Regions from separate parts of the Lactuca sativa genome. Here region 2 is linked to region 1. Evidence: chromatin contacts called from public Hi-C data. All regions are on one chromosome and are shown on one strand. Each heading gives the region's core, a stretch centred on a gene start, on an enhancer-like site or on the middle of the called end of the contact. The rest is flanking DNA. Distances are from core to core; before and after follow the strand shown. Region 1 holds the start of LOC111903656 (protein DMP3). Region 2 holds the start of LOC111903653 (probable ion channel SYM8).

Region 1 (6,104 bases), core at 3,377-5,876:
CTTTTAATTGTTATGTTTCCACTCCCCCTCCAATTACTCTTCTCAATTGAAAATTCCAATCAAAATCATCGCAAAAATCTCTAACAACCCTGCTTTTTTCAATGCTAAAGCATAAAGTCTATCATACTTATCCTTGAAAGTTGTTGTGCCTCCCCATTTATCCCACAAAGACCGAATATCAAACCCATGTCCAAGATTTCTACACATAACTGACTCCTCCACCTCACCCTTAATATGTATCTTAGTGATCAAAATGAGGATATTATTCCAAACTCCACCACCCTTTACCATATCAGCCCCTTGCATCCCAAATTGAATCCCATGGCAAGCCTAAATCACCTTGCTCCAAACAGAAATCATGTTATTACTGTATCCCCACTTCCACTTATACAATAAAGCTTTGTTAAGGGACACTAAACTGCCGACACCCAACCCTCCTTTTTCCTTGGAACTAAGAATTAAATCCCACTTCACCCAACTCATCTTGCTTTCGTTCGATCCAACTCCCCCAAAAAAATCTAGCTCTCAACCGTTCAAGCATCTTACAAATCTAAATCAACATTTTAAATAAAGACATAATATACGCCTAAACATCCCAAGACCGACTTTAACAAAGTAAGTCTACCTCCCACCGAAAGCATCTTAAGCTTCCACTTGGACAGTCTATTCATAAATCTATTAATGATGTTCTCCATCCAAGAATCCAATTCATGTTATCACTAATAGGAATACCAAAATAAGTGAATGGAAACATGGATGCCCTATAACCTGCTATCGTCGAGATGACTTGGCAGGCGTGATCATCAACTCCCACCCCCAATAAGTTTGACTTCATTAAATTCAATTATAGCCCCGACATCATATATAAAAACATTTAATTAACCGAATCAATCCCATCACATTCTCATTATCCCATTCTCCCATAAAAAAAGCATCATCCGCATAAAAGAGATGAGATATGATTAGACCTTCATCTCCCACTCTAGAAGGGCGAAACAAACCATTATCCACTACATCTCCCATCATCACATGAAGAGACTCCGTAACAATAATAAATAGAAAAGGGGAAAAAGAGTCTCCTTGTCTAAGCCCTCTCTCCAAAGTAAACTCATCATTTGGCGACTCACTTAGAACTACCGAAGACCTTCAAGAAACCATACAAGCCGTTATCCAATTTCTCCATTTATCCGGAAAGCCTAAGAAAAACATTATTCGGTCTAGATACTCCCAACTTAAAGAATCATAAGCTTTTTCAAAATCAACCTCGAAAATCATTAACTCTTCTTCCTTCTCTTATACCAACTAACAATTTCACTCACCATAAGAGAGTCATCCAAAATCTATCTCCCTTTCACAAATGTTGATTGCTTCGGACTAATAATTGAGTCCACTGTCTTAGTTGATCTGTTAGCTAACAATTTGGCTATTTAAACAAGTGTTCAATTGAAATTAAGTAGTTTTGGGTTTAGATGGGTTTTCTTGAGACCAAATATTTATTAAGGATGACAATCACAAAAACGATCGACATTGAAAAAGCTTATTTTAAAAAATGATTGTCGTTTAACTATTTGCTATCAATGAACTATCTATTTCATGAATCAACAAGATTTAATAGTTTATTTATTTATTTTGAAGTGGATGTCCAAGTCCTCTATAGAACATAGATGAAATTATGAGCATATTAGATTTGATACTTAAATATAAAAACTATCTTTTTCACGAAAATGGTTTTCTAATTTCTATAATTAGTATTTGCAAATTTTTTGGTTTTTTTCCTAAAAACACCTAATTTTTTTTACTAAAATGATGTTATTTGAAAATTAATAATGGTAATTTCCTGAATAAATAAATGGAAAATCTCTGATAAAGTTTTAATATTTTTGACCAGTTTAGAGCTAATCTCAACATTTATTTTTTGAATAGAAAAGTACCGACTATCTAATTTTATATGATAATTTATCATTTTTTGTTGAAAAAAAACTATTTGGTTAATTTGGGAAAAATATAAAATAATCAGGACTTTTCTATTAAAAAAAACTATGACTAAAGCATATACTAACCAAAAATATTAAGAATCTATCGAATCAGGAGGTTGGCTATTATTTTTGGGAAATTATATACACTTTGACACTTTCACAAAAACTCAAAAAAGTCTTTAAAAAGACTAGAACCCATCCATTGAGAAACCATATCTTTAACTAATATTAATGAATCTATATTGTTTACATTGGAAAAATATAATCGTGCTTCCACACACGCTACTTTTTTTGTTCATTCACAAAAGCAGTACTAAAAAATACTTTTCGAATATTATTTCACAAAAAAATCTAAAATATATGAATAATATTGCATATTATATGATTTTCCAAAGAATATATATACTAAAGTAATAATATTTTCAATGATTTGACAATAAAGTCTTAAACTTTATTTTTTTGATAGTAAAGTCAGAACTACCGACGGTTTTTGACACGCTTACCCTTTTTTGCCGGTTAGCCGGTAATTAAGATTTTACTGTCAAAAAAATAAAATTTAAGGACTTCTTGTCAAATCCTTGAAAATATTGAGACTTTAGTGTATAGTCTTGGTTTTCCTAGAAATAAATAGTTTTATGAGCCTCAGTAAAACCCAATTTGTAGCCCAAAAAACTTTTAATTGTGATTTTCATCACAACATCATTTTTTTTCTTACAATCATCATTTTTACCCTGCTACAATCATAATCAGGGGAAACAGATGCAAAAGAAGAGAGAGTGGGAAGACTTGTAAAATTTCTTCTTGGTTCGCCGTCAAATCTTGAACTGAAAAAGGGGACAAGTTGTACAAACACAAACAACACACACCTGGTCAAAAGGGTGTGAATGTGGAGAAGGGGTAAAAAAGACAGTTTCGTCTTTTCTTGTTCTTAGTTCTCCATTTTTAAGACTGTAAAATACCAACACAACCCTGATTCTTTTTTCTTTCTTGATTATCTCCATTTTTTTCAATGTCTGTTTGTTGAGATTAAAAAAAACTATATAACAAGAAGCAAATGTTAAGGATTTCAATAGGATCTAGCTGACGAGAACAGATTCCAATAACTTTTATGCTTAAAGACTATCATATCATTAAATTTCTAACAAAAAAATGATATTTAAACTAAAGTCCTAATATTTTCAACGATTTGAAAAGAAAATCATAAACTTTTTTTACAATAAAATCATAATTCACGATTTAACAAGAAAGTCTTAAACTTTATTTTATTTTTACAATAAAATCTTAATTATCGGCTAACCGGCAAAAAGAGTAAGTGTGTCAATAACTATCGATAGTTTGAACTTGACTATTAAAAAAAATAAAGTTTAAAACTTTCTTGTTGAAAATATTTGGATTTTAGTATATATAATCCCATTTTGCAATCTTGAACTATTTATTACAAAATCAGTCACCATTTTGTTATAAAATTTGAAAAATAATCGTTTATTATTGTAGTATTTCCATTCATGTCCATGTTAGCGATTAGTTCAAAAGAAAAATATTTCTTAATGAAAAAGTCAACGGGGGCAAACGGGACGGGATTACATCCCCTGTCCCCGCCCCCGAATTCCCCTTCTTACTCCCGCCTCCGTCCCCGATTAATTTTGGGCTATCTTATTTGGGATAAAAGAAGTTCTTGTTTGGATTAAAAGAAACTATTTTTTGAATAACAAATAGTTATTTGTTGCATAATTTTACGTATTACAAACAACTTAAAAACATGTTTTTGTTGAATTTTTATACGTAAAAATTATTTTATAATTTATTATATTTATATAATTAATATATGTCAATATATATAATTTATTAACGGACCCCATGAGAGTTTCGGGACGGAACTGCCAACCCTCGCCCCTGCCCTCGAAACTAAAACGGGGGTTAACATTGCCCCCGCCCCTGCCCCCATCCCCGATTTTTTTCAACAAATACCTTCATACGGGACAAGGCTCCCACGAAATCGGGGTCCCACGAGACTTTTTCACATCCCTACTTGAGTTATCTTATTGTCCACTTTTACTGTAATCTTCCCTAAAACATGTCCCGTACAAAGTAGGATTTTCCGATAATTGAATAGAGTCAAATCTCAAACCAATTTTTCTTGATGCGCGTATTTTTCAGATGCATCCTTCTTAACTAATTAAGGAATTAAATACATAAAAATAAAACCTAAACTTTCCAAATATTAAAGAAATCACTTCCATTGAAGTTTAAGCCATTCAAGTAACCTCCATGGCAATGTACACGTTTCATTCTCAATCAAAACACCATCTCCATAACCTTTTCTTTAAAGCAATACAGAAAGACAGTTACACAAAACTTTGCTTTTAGTGCATTATTTGTTTATTTACGGCATTCAAAAGTATAACGCATTTGGATATTTGGATATCACATTACATGTCATGTTAGCATAGGTAAAACATAAATAAACAAATTTTGTCATTATATAATGATTCAATACCAGTTTATGTGGTTAAAAATAAAAATCCTAAATTTTAATTATTTATCTATCTAATGTAATTAAAATAAATAATTTTGAAGAACAAATTAAATACTATAAATTAGGTAGATACAAATCCCACACGCCAATACAATACATAATCTTTTTCAAATTCTATAAATTCGTTTCTCTACATAACAATCCTGTAACTGAACCATGTCTTCAAGGGCTAGACAATCAACCACCACACCGGAACCACAACCACAGCCACCACCACCACCACCACCATCATCATCCACCGCCATCTCCCAAACACTAACAAGCACAGCAAACCTAGCCAAACTCCTCCCAACAGGCACCCTCTTAGCCTTCCAACTTTTAACCCCCATCTTCACCAACAACGGCTCTTGCGACGCCGCCACCCGCCCCTTAACCGCCGCTCTCCTCGTCCTCTTGGCGACCTCGTCCTTCCTCGCCTGCTTTACCGACAGTATCAAATCCGATGACGGCCAACTCATCTATGGATTCGCAACTTTGAAAGGGATGTGGGTATTCGATTATTACGATCCAAAAAATGTAATCGATTTGAGGAAATACCGGCTGAGATTGATCGATTGGGTGCACGCTTTGCTGTCGGTGTTGGTGTTTGGAGCGGTGGCGTTGAGGGATCGGAATGTTGTGAGTTGTTTTTATCCGTCGCCGGGACGTGAAGGTCAGGAAGTTTTGGACATTGTTCCGATCGGCATCGGTCTCATTTGCAGTGCTTTGTTTGTTGTTTTTCCGACGAGAAGACATGGGATCGGGTATCCAGTTACGCGAGATAATATTACAGATTGATGTAAATACTTGAAAATTGAAACCCACCCATTTAATCTGAAATTATTTTTTGTTTTATTTTATTATTGAAATTAGTTTGATTTACATTTTAAATAATAGGAAAAAGAAAAATGATCTTTCGTTACTTATTATCTTTAATAATATGGAACCACGGATACTCATATTACATTCCTAGGTTACAACGCACGGATAAAAAATTTATAAAATTTTATTAAGCTAATAAAATATCACTTTTTTTAGACTATTATATTAATTATATAAAATTTATATATATTTTTAGTTGAATATCCAATATAGACATTTTAAAAAATATATATAAATTTTATATATATATATATATATATATATATATATATATATATATATATATATATATATATATATATATATATATATATATATATTAAAGTTACCAAAGATTTTAATAGTAAACTGCCCTCTTTTTTGTCAATTTTGGTCCACCATTGTTTGAATTAAATTGTTTGAATTAATGTTACAAGATTGACCTTTCATCTTTATGAATTAATTATATGGTTTGTTAGTAGTGTGATTTTAAAGCTTACCAAATTAAATCATTTATAAACCGAAGTTTAAAAATAAAAATAAGTAACTTATCAATTGCTAAATAAAATGGAATCGAAATAAATGCTATATAAATTGAAGGGCAGAATAACCAAAAATTAAAATGAATAAAGGGTATTAGAGTAAATTCGCATTTAAGAAAAAACAATTTGGGGAGTACCACGTAGATTATTGGATTCTTTTATTAAGATTAGATTATAAGTTTACGACAACATTTCGAGTAACTTCTTAAT
Region 2 (5,969 bases), core at 1,084-3,583, 210 kb after region 1:
GTGTTTTAATGTATTTTTGAATTAAATTTAAATAAAAAATGAAGTGGAGCGGTAAGTTAATGGTAGGTATCCCATGTTAGTGATAGCAGAATGTGGTGCTGATGTGACACCCACCACATATGTGGTATGTGGTGTGTATAACGGATGACCTAAAACCATCCGTTATACCCACCACATATGTGGTATGTGGTGAGTGCCATATCAACACCACATTCCTTACCACTAACCAACGGATACCTACCACTAAACACACCACTCCACCTTATCTCTTTATTTAAATTTAATTCAAAAATACATTAAAATCATTTTTTAATGCTAGTTTTCCATTAAATTAAAAGACCAAATTACATTAAATAAAAACTACATTAATTGAAATAAAAAAAATAAAAATAACAATAAAAATAAAAATTACATTACTTAAAATAAATAAAATAAAAAAAACTAAAAATTCCAACCATAAAAAATATAAACTACACCATACGCCTACGTCGGGCTCGAACCGACTCTTTCACCGCGAGGAAAAGTTCCAAGTCTTTGCCCTCGAGGTCGTTCGCTTTCATTTTTAAGATTTCCATATTGGTTTTTGTTTGGATCGTCACTTGTGCCTCTTGAAATGATGTTTATGCTTCAATCATTTTTTGCTCCATCCGAGCCATCACCCTGGCCTTCGTTTCTTGAAGTTGCACATATTGATCAAATTTATCGCCAAACATATCAATAACACTAGAATTCGAAAATGTTGAAGCTGTTTTTTTTTTTTTTTTTTTTTGCTTTATTCTTCCAACGCGCCGACGAAGAGGTTGGTCGTTTTCAAGATCTAGCGGATCGTCATTGATGTCGATGTGTGTTCGGCCGTCCGATTGTTGGGAAGTTGTATCGGGGTTTTTCGAACGCTTTGAACTGGAAGATTGCGAAGTTCCTTCCGTTTGCTCTTTCCATTTTGGGGCGTCTTTCAATTTTAGCCATGGTTTCATATACGGAAAAGTTTTGCGTGTTGGCTTTGTTTTTTCAAATTGCTCCATTGCCGCCTTGAAAACATCAAAATCGTTCGAGCCGCTTTTGCGTATGTTTAGGAGGTTGTTGTAGATTCCTCCAAACTCGGTGCATTTTAGTCGAATATCTCGCCATTTCAACGTAATTTGATCGGCTTTTCGAGTTTCACTTTCCATTAACTCGTAGAAAATGGCTCGGACTTTCTCCCAAAAACTTCCGTAAGGCTGACTATCTCCTACAATTGGATCTTCGGAAGCCGCCGCCCATGCCTCCGCTAACTTTTCTTCTTCTTTTGTCCATGAGACCCTTTCTTGGGCGGTAGTGGGTCGGGCCAATTTTTTTTCCTTTTTTCTTTTTTGGTTGAGGTGGTGGTGAAGATTGCGTTTCCGCAACAAAATCTGACGAAAGTGGTGGTTGTGAAATTGGTGGTGGTTGTTGTTGTGACGATTGTTGTTGAAGTTGTTGGAATTGTTGGTATTGTTGTGAAATTTGTTGTTGTTGGAAAGTCGAAAATGTTTATATTGTTGTTGGAACAGTGAGGTTTGTTGGATAGGAAAACCGGTTTGATGTAGATTGATAAAACCGCCTTGAGGTGACTCCAGTTTTTTTTCCTTTTTTCTTTTTTGGTTGAGGTGGTGGTGAAGGTTGCGTTTCCGCAACAAAATCTGACGAAAGTGGTGGTTGTTGTTGTGACGATTGTTGTTGAAGTTGTAAGAATTGTTGGTATTGTTGTGAAATTTGTTGTTGTTGGAAAGTCGAAAAAGGTTTATATTGTTGTTGGAACAGTGATGTTTGTTGGATAGGAGAACCGGTTTGAAGTAGATTGATAAAACCGCCTTGAGGTGATTCCATAGTCGGGAATTAACGATGTGTTGTATCTAACGCAAAAGTGTTATCGGGTTTGCGATTTCTGTAGTTTGGAGGGGTATTTTGGTTGGGATCCATGATTTTTGGTTGTGAAGTGTGTAGTTTGTGTATAGAGAAAGAAAAGAATGGTGTAAAAAATAAGGAGTAAAAATGTTGTATTTATAGGTAAATAAATTGTTTAATTTTTTTTTAAGAAACTAGCCGTTCAACAACTATAGAAATGTTCAAATGGAATGCTTCAAGTTGATTGGTCGTGCATTTCCGTTGTGCCGAGCATGAGAGACAACGACCACAAGCTACCACGAAACAACGGTGTAGTGTGCACACCCGTTGTTCGTGACCAGCTCAATCACAAACGTCATTGTGCTCGGTATACCACTTGGCGTAATGGCTAATGTGCACAGCACGAGATGGCTAGTGGTATACATAAAGGAAGGTCTAAAGATGCTCTAACACCATATATTGATGCATATATAACTTACTAAAGTTGTAAAGCCAGCGGAATCTTAGAAACACGGCGGCACGTGCGTACCTTTCGCAACGGTGAAAAACAAACTGTAACACACCACTGGACAATTGGCCGGTCGATAAAACCTCGCTACCACCGTGTGTGTCAGAAAAAAAGAGAGCCAATAGATTCCGGTGAAGATCCGGAAAAATTATGTCTAACATCAATGGAGATTCAATGGATTCCAAACGGAACCCCAACATTCCGCTACCAGAACGACGTCCTCTCCTGAAGAAATCAAGGACGATCGCTGATTCCAGCACTGCTCACTTCCCCGGTCCACTCTTCCCAGCCGTCCGCCGGCCCTCCTCCGATGAGTCAACTCCTCCTCTTCCACCATCTTCCTCCTCCTCCACCTGGTCCCCCCGACGATCATTCGACTCATCCGACAGCTCCAGCACTACCACCAGCGACACTTTCCCCGGTCAAACCTTCGGGTTTGCTGATCGTGATTACGTTTATCCATCATTTCTTGGACCTAACACGACTCGAAACCGGGTGACAGTTGTTAAATCTTCTGCGTCTAAGTCACTGAGGAAACAACCGCCTGTTTCGTCTCCTTCTCCTTCTCCGGTTCGAAGCGCTTCGATGCCTAAGAGTTTGACTACCACAGGGGGAAGCGAAATGCAATCAGCTTCTGCGAGTGCGAGTACGTCACATTCACCGGCGCCGGGGTCAGATTCTAAATCGGAGAGAATTGTTCCGCCAGTGCTTGCTCAAGTTCCAGTTTCTAATTTGACTTCTTCGTCTTCCCTGACTTCATCTTCTCCTGCTCGCAAAAACGCCACGATCAGGAGTTCGTTGATACGTAACCTGGTGAATTATTCCTCTCTACTAGAATTTATATGTATACAGTCATAATCTGAGCGGGTATATAAAAACTAAACTGTGTTCCATTTCCTAATTTTCCATTGAAAATCAAATTTGTCTGTGTGAGTTAAAAGTACTGAACTTATCACTTGAATCCTGTTTATAAGTCTGTAATGTCATGTTGTTATTCTGCAGGGAGCCCTCAGAGCATCTATCCCGCATTTTAATCTTTAGTGTCTGATGATGCCACGTTTATTTCTTAATGCAGCTTGCACTTTTATGTGTAGTGTTTGCATCTTATGCAATAACATTAAGGAATGAAGTCAAGAAGCTTCAGGTATCAAGTTCTTTGACTCTGTACTCTTGCAAACAGATGATTTTGTTAAAGCCTGTTTATTCTCCATACAGGAAGAGAATTATGATCTTCATAGAACTTGTTTGAATAAAGACATTCCTCATGATGAAAGCACAGACATTTTCAAACATGAAAGTGACAATTCATTTGTGTATATTGGCAACACTGACACCCGAAACATTGCTCTCTACACTGTTCTGTTTACTCTTGTGACACCTTTTGTATTATTCAAATATCTTGATGATCTTCCCAAACTCAAGAACCTCTCAAAACGTTCAAAGAACAACAAAGAAGAGGTTCCATTAAAGAAAAGAATCGCATACATGGTGGATGTGTGCTTCTCTATCTACCCTTACGCAAAACTACTTGCCCTTCTCTTTGCAACTATCTTTCTCATTGCATTTGGTGGTTTAGCACTTTATGCTGTAAGTGATGGTAGTCTTGCAGAAGCCCTTTGGCTTTCTTGGACATTTGTAGCAGATTCAGGGAATCATGCAGATAGAGTTGGCACTGGATCAAGAATTGTTTCAGTCTCTATAAGTTCAGGAGGGATGCTGATATTTGCAATGATGCTAGGGCTTGTTTCAGATGCTATCTCAGAGAAAGTAGATTCATTACGAAAAGGGAAAAGTGAAGTCATTGAAAGCAACCACATACTTGTTCTTGGATGGAGTGACAAATTGGTAATAACTAATAAGTCTTGGTATTTAATTACTTTATGCACAAAGGTCAAAAGACGATAATGTTTTGGTCAACTACAGGGTTCACTTTTGAAGCAACTGGCAATAGCAAACAAGAGCATTGGTGGTGGTGTGGTGGTTGTCCTGGCGGAAAGAGACAAGGAGGAGATGGAGATGGATATAGCAAAACTTGAGTTCAGCTTCATGGGCACTTCAGTTATTTGCAGAAGTGGTAGTCCTCTTATACTTGCTGACTTGAAAAAGGTAGTAGTATTTCTTGAAAATTGAAATCTTTTTTCTTTTATGATGTCAGATGTAAATGGGGCCCACAACATTCTTCAAATCTTTCTTGTTAACTTGTTTTGAATATGCTTAGGTTTCGGTTTCAAAAGCACGTGCTATAATAGTACTTGCAGCAGATGAAAATGCAGATCAAGTATGTCTCACTTCTTAAACATTTAACCATTTGACCATTTTACCCTTATTCAATTAACAAGATTCTTTATTTTTTTAGAGTGATGCACGAGCATTGAGGGTTGTGCTTAGTCTTACTGGAGTAAAAGAGGGGCTAAGAGGTCATGTGGTTGTAGAAATGAGTGATCTTGACAATGAACCCTTGGTGAAGCTTGTTGGAGGTGAACTCATTGAGACAGTTGTTGCACATGATGTGATTGGAAGGTTAATGATTCAATGTGCTCTTCAACCTGGTCTTGCACAGGTAGTTTAAACTTTAAATTAAATAAAATGAGTTTTCACTTTTCACTTTTCACAATCAGAATTATAAATTTATAATCTGTTTATAATGTTTTATATATGGTTGAATTAAGTGTGAAATTGTTTTTGTTGCAGATATGGGAAGATATATTGGGGTTTGAAAATGCAGAATTTTATATCAAAAGGTGGCCACAGTTAGATGGTTTAAGGTTTGAAGATGTACTTATTTCGTTTCCAGATGCGATCCCTTGTGGAGTAAAGGTTGCTTCAGAAAGAGGGAAGATAATAATAAATCCAAAAGATGAGTATATATTAAAAGAAGGTGATGAGATACTTGTGATAGCTGAAGATGATGACACATATACCCCTGGCCCTTTACCAGAGGTCAGACTTTCAATTATTATGTTTACAGCTTTCTTTTAAAGGGTATAATCACAAAAATGATCAAAATGGGTAAAACTCATTTAACAAATTCATCTTTGGGGAAGACTTTTTTAGTCTTTATATATTTTTCTTATTCAACTAAGTTCCAAAAAACCGACAATTGTATTCATTTTAACCCTTTTACCCGTTCGACAAATCATCCCACTTTCAAAAATTACACTTTTGGCCCAGATTTTAAATTTTATTACAAATTTGCCCAATATTTACACTTTTGGCCTAAATTTAGTTTTTTTTACATCTTCTTTTTCAAAATTTTGTTTCGAATATGTTTTTTTTTGCTTTATAAAATCATATTTATACAAAAAAAACATAATTTAAAATAAAAACCTTCTTTTTTTCTATGTAAAAGCTTTTTCTTTAAACATTTTATATACAAAATACTTGTATATGAGGCCAAAATATAAGGACTTTTAAAAAATGACCATCAATTTCGCATCAATATGATTGCGAACTTTCTTTATAAGTGGCCCCCACCACAATAGAACTTTTTAAAATTTAAAAATCGAAAAAAAAAAAAAATCTTTTTTGCAGCCTTTTTTCATTAAAAGTAATTTCACAATTGACCCATTATGTTTTTTTTTTCTGTTACAGGTACGAA

The links. A called contact is a pair of places that touch in the nucleus more often than the background predicts.
Region 2: a contact with region 1 is called in a Hi-C map of leaf, with 6 times the contacts expected there. The contact joins the promoter of LOC111903653 here to the promoter of LOC111903656 in region 1. A contact is called at or near these places in 2 of 4 Hi-C or Micro-C datasets (both in leaf).

What each region holds. Positions count from the first base shown.
Region 1 is chr7:137,135,705-137,141,808 of Lsat_Salinas_v11, forward strand. LOC111903656 (protein DMP3) reads left to right here and starts at 4,627. Exons shown (of 1, transcript XM_023899408.3): 1 at 4,627-5,413. The coding sequence starts at 4,669. The coding sequence ends at 5,289.
Region 2 is chr7:137,348,050-137,354,018 of Lsat_Salinas_v11, forward strand. It overlaps LOC111903653 (probable ion channel SYM8), which reads left to right and starts at 2,334. Exons shown (of 12, transcript XM_023899405.3): 1 at 2,334-3,184; 2 at 3,447-3,515; 3 at 3,587-4,216; 4 at 4,295-4,477; 5 at 4,590-4,649; 6 at 4,728-4,931; 7 at 5,063-5,311; 8 at 5,963-5,969. The coding sequence starts at 2,522.